Linked DNA regions of Gossypium arboreum: region 2 is linked to region 1. A link is a contact called in public Hi-C data. All regions are on one chromosome and are shown on one strand. The core of a region is the stretch at or near the end of the contact, and the rest is flanking DNA. Distances in the headings are between cores, read along the strand shown. Region 1 holds the start of LOC108475689 (probable inactive receptor kinase RLK902). Region 2 holds the start of LOC108471519 (proline dehydrogenase 2, mitochondrial-like).

The links. A called contact is a pair of places that touch in the nucleus more often than the background predicts.
Region 2: a contact with region 1 is called in a Hi-C map of leaf, with 3 times the contacts expected there. The contact joins the promoter of LOC108471519 here to the promoter of LOC108475689 in region 1. A contact is called at or near these places in 3 of 5 Hi-C or Micro-C datasets (all in leaf).

The regions. Positions count from the first base shown.
Region 1 is chr7:19,032,179-19,034,878 of ASM2569848v2, reverse strand. LOC108475689 (probable inactive receptor kinase RLK902) reads right to left here and starts at 1,392. Exons shown (of 3, transcript XM_053030294.1): 1 at 1,189-1,392; 2 at 1-799. The coding sequence starts at 653.
Region 2 is chr7:19,171,418-19,174,117 of ASM2569848v2, reverse strand. LOC108471519 (proline dehydrogenase 2, mitochondrial-like) reads right to left here and starts at 1,253. Exons shown (of 4, transcript XM_017773130.2): 1 at 582-1,253. The coding sequence starts at 1,145.

The DNA of each region.
Region 1 (2,700 bases), core at 143-2,642:
TCCCCTGCTGCCTTGTCTGCTGGAATTTCAATCTCAGCCAGTTTTGCAGGGGCTATTTCTCTTGTCTCGGTTTTTTTACCACCCTTCCTTCTACATAAACATATCAAGAGAATCAAAACCAATAAAACACCAAGCACACACCCAACGACAATACCAGCAATTGCTCCACCAGATAATTTGCTTCCACTACTCTCAGTTCCATCGCAAGAAACCAAAGGCTTCCCGCATAAAGAATTCCCTTGAAAAGCACTCTTTGGTTTCCCTGATAACCCTTTCGGGATTGATCCGTTTAACTGATTAAAAGAAACATTCAATTGCACAAGCGAAGGCAACTCAATATCTGGTATTGACCCAGATAAGTGATTGTTCTCTAAAAACAATGTGCCCAACCTAGTCGAATTATTGACACTTTCAGGGATGGTACCACTGAAATTATTGTTTGCAAGATTTAACCGAATGAGGTTTTGCAAAGTGAACAAGAATCCCGGGATCTGACCCGAAAACCCATTCCCTTGTAAGTAAAGGTTTCGAAGGGTGGTAAGCTTGGCAAAGTCGGAAGGGATTGACCCAGACAGAGCATTGAAACGAAGAGAAAGAGTTTGGAGCTGAGTTAAGTTACCAATGGCAATGGGAAGCTGACCTGACAGTCCCATTCCAGGGAGCCTTAACTCGACGACTCTGTTTTGGACACAATTTACACCAGTCCAACTACATGGGCTGCTTGAAAGATTCCACAAACGGATGCGTCCACCAACAGCTGCACGAAGAGCCAACAAGGCTGCCCTGTCGGAAGCTAGATCTGAGCTCACACTCACCACCAATGTTGCCCAAAAAAACAATGAAAAAAGGATTAGCTTCATTGTTTTCGTTGCATGGAAGGAAAAAAAAAAGTGAGACAGAGCAAAACAAACGCAGTGTTGGGAAGTTGTTTTCAGATGGATTTAATGGGTGGCTTGTTTGACAAACATGGAAGTGGGAAATGGTTTTGTAGTTTTATGAATGAATGTGAATAGTTGAAACTTGGAGAATTATTAAAATGTTCTAGTTTTCTGGGAAAGGGAAGTTATGGAAAATGATCGGGATCTAAGAAAAAAAAAAAAAAAAAAAAATTAAGCCAAAAGTTGGTGATGTTGATGAGCATTATTAACAACTAAAAACCCTGTAGGAGAAAGAAGCAAAAGTAACTACCGAGTTTGAGTTGGCTTGGCCGCCTACCTGCTTCCCTGTTTTTCTTATTTCTTTATTAATCTCATTATTTTATGTATCCATATGTAATCCTAATATCATTCCCAATTTCCCTCTTCTTTCCTTTTTTGAGTAAAATCATGTATTGGTAAAATCCAAATAAAATAATTTTACCTCAATTTTATCAACAAACTTTATTTTTCCTTCTGCATCAAATATCACATACACATAAATTGTAATATATAGATGTTATACCAGCAATTAGTTAATTTTTTTTAAATTTAGAAATTCAAAAAATTATAAAATTATTTTAAACTATTAAAATTACTAAAATTATTTAAAAGTATAAAAACTATAAAAATATTTTTAATTTTTTTAATTTTAAAAATTAATTAATACATGTGAATTAAAATTTTAAATATATATATCAAAATTTTAATATCTTAAATAAATAAATTTAGGGTTAAAATTGAATTGTATGACAAATAATGCAAAATATATATGATGAAGTAAGATATGATACCAAAAAAGGGTTATAGCCAAATGTATCATAAAATAAAATAAAAATATCATGAATATGATACAAACACATAAATTTTATTTAATGAAAAATTTTTAAAATAAATAAATTTTGGAGAAGAGGTATAAAGCAAGTTTTCCATTTAGCCAGCCTTCCCTGCCCCTTCTGGCTGCACCCGTACTGATAATGAATTATGTAGGTTAAAATTTTTACTCAACTATTAAAATGTTTAATAAATTGTAATTGTTTTTAAATGCCATTAATGACATCTGATTTATTATTCAGTATAAATTTATTTATTAAGGCATAATAATTTTTTCGACTCTTTAATTTTACATTAAAAAAATAGAAAGTTATTTTTATCATCTATTTAATTTTTCACCTTTTCAACTATTAAAGTTGTGTTTTTATTAAATCACCTAAAATAAATGAAAAGGTTAATGTCATTAACTTTGTTGATATGACATACATAGATTACCACGTGAATAATACATTAATATTTAATTAATTTTATATTTTTAAAATTTTTAAATGATTTTCATGATTTTAATCTTCAAAAATAATTTTTATTTTGAAACTTTTAAATTTTAAAAATTAATTAAATCTTGACATGTCATCCACATGTATGTCACATCAAGAAAGTTAAAAAACCAATGTTTTCATCTATTTTGGAATGATTTGACAAAAAATAAATTTAAAGTCTAAAAATTAAAATTAAAATGACAAACTAATTTCTTTTTATTTTTTTTGTAAAATTAGAGAACCAAATAAACCATGTATAAAATACAAATCCTAAAATCTAAATTTAAGTAATGCTCTTAGTATTGATTTTAAAAACTCCAAGGGCTCTAGAATTAAGCAAGTTATTTTATTTTTATTTTATCGAATTTTAATATTATTATGGTTAAGTTTTGGATTTAATATTTGTTTTTAATTTTGTTATTTTAATATTAGTTTTGTTTTTTTAAATTTAAAATTTCAATTTTAAACCAAAT
Region 2 (2,700 bases), core at 4-2,503, 140 kb before region 1:
GCTATATTTTTTTCAACTTTGTTCTATTATTAAACGACAAAATATTATAATGATCCTACAAAAAAACTTCGATTTTATCATCATCAATTTTTTCTTTATATATTTGGACTTTTGGTGTTGGATAGTCATATTAAATCTTGACTCTTAATGAACGAGCGAGCTATCTAGTAGTAATTTTGTGGGACCGCCTCCACAACGTAAAGCTCACGTGCATGAGGATACAGCAATAAAAGGGTGGTGTTTTATATGTATGAAAAGGAAATCCAAAACTTTCAAATTGAAACATCTTACGATTGATAAGAGGGAAAATAAATATGAATACTAGGGAAAATCATATTTAAAATAAAAAAAATTATATTCACGTGTTTAATATTTGAGTATAAGCAGAGTATCTAATCTTTTAAATAATTAAAAATATTAGTGTCCGCAGTTAATCCGAATATAATTAAAACAGTTAAGTGGAATGCTAATAATGGTTTTGAAGGAGAAGATAAGACCTTGAGAATCGTAGAGGTTTACGTGTTGGGAGGAGAATAGATGAGGATAAGAAAGATGGCTAAATCGAAACCAAAAATACTTACAGACGAAGCTGGAAGCGACTTGGCCAATTCAACACTCCCAAGGGAACCTTCCAAATTTCGATCACAACCGGCGTTCTCGCTCGTATGCTCCACCGCATAAACCAGCATCCCTCTGAAACCCTTGTCGTGGATTCTCCTCACACAGTCCGCCGCCTCCTCCGTCGTTTCACCCGCGCAGAAGTGTTGAAAGAACGTATGTTTAACTGTTTTCAATATAGCGTCACGTACCAAACTTGTTTCCATGAGCCTAGAATTCATAATCCACATGCCGAAATCTACGAACCGCTCGTTAGCAGCCAACCCGAGGTTGGCCGCTGAACGTAGTAGGTTCAAGGTAGGAATGGAACCAAAAAGCCTTTGGTGATCATCAAGGTCTAGGGTTGCGTTTGTAATTGATTCTTGTTTAAGGGAAGTCGGCTGTTTTTCAACAGCGGCGGGTTCAGGCTTTTCGTCAAAATTGAGAGGTGCAACGGCGGCGAGGGAAGCGGTGGAGGCTGAGTTAAGAAACCTAGTGAATGAGGGGAAGGTATTGAGGAGCTTTGGTGAGAGAAACTTTGTTGCCATAGAAGGGAGCGAGCGGACAATTAGAGAATATAGTTTTTGACTTGCAAGCTAAGTTATGGGAGTCTGAAACAAGAGGGGAATTTATAGACAAAAAATAATGTATCTCTAAATTATTTTACTTGGTAATGTTGGTTACAGTTCTAACAATAATTCAAAAAGGAGGCTTCTTTTTATAATTATAAATAATAAATGTTTGTATATTTATAATTATAATTACATCCATAATTAAAATAAAGTGTTATAAAACACAATGGATTAAGAATTGGATAGAGAAAAAATTGAACCTATACACTCAAGGCCTCACAACTTTGCAAACTAAGGCGTGATTGGCAAATATGTTATTAAAGGATAAATCCTAAACAAGTTGACATATTGATGACTAAGAATGCAAAATCTCTATCTATCTAATTTATTAAAGCCGCCAATACATTTCATTTCTTGTCCCAAATTATATTTCGCTTTTTAAGATTAAATCTATTAAAATTTAAAATGTGATGAACGCATTAAATGGGACATGCTTATTAAATATGGGTTACATGTTGGATGTCACCTAACATGTGACTGAGAGATTTAGAATAACTTACAACATTATAAGAAATTTGCTTCAATAATTGTTGCTAGAAATAGATTCAATTTCTAGTGTTGCGGGGTTAGAACTTTAATTTAGTAAATTGCGTGGCTTTAGGCAATTGCTTGGGTTCAAATCTGCCTAAGTCAGTCTTACACTCGGAAAATGAGAATTCTAGCAGAAACTCTCTATAAGGCACCAAAGTAAATCAGAAGCAAACTCAAAACGAAAAAGTAACGAATGAATAAAAAAAGCCACTGAAAAATAGCACACACCGAGTGTTTGAGTATATGCTCTTAAAAGTATTCTATTACTTTGAAGATTTACAACTGAGTGAATACAAATGAATGAGGGGAAGGCTTCTATTTATAGTTGAGCTCCCCCAAATACAACGGTACATATCGAATTACATCGACAACTAAGATTCGTGCCTATCTACAAGATGAGTCTTAAGAGATATAAACTCTATACATCTTTATCCTTTAGGATTTGCATTAATTACGCTAGTAACTCTAGTTTTACTTGAGTGCTTCACTGAGCTAACTAGACTTCAAGTAGATGGGCTTCTCCATACGTTCCATGAGTCGAGCTAGTTTATGCAAGGTAAATGAGCCACATTTGGTCAATTGACCTCTATGGGATGTTTAGTGTCCAATGGTCACAGGCTTTAATTTGCGGCTCGTGACATTCTCCCCCACCTATTCTCGTGATGCTCTCATCACATCCTTGGAATGGAACTAGCTTGACTTGTCTCGAAATGGTCTTGATGCCTCAACTGATTCTCGACTAGTCTTTCTATTGGGTAGTTCTACGCCTTGAATTATATCTATTTCTTGTACATCTCGTTCGCAAATGTCCACTACTCTTACTTGCCCTCGTCATGACTTGTCTCGATCAGGATCCCCTTGATCCTCACAGATAGGCTTCGACACCTTCATATTGAGTATTGGATTAACCTTAAGTATTGATGATAACATGTTTATTTTA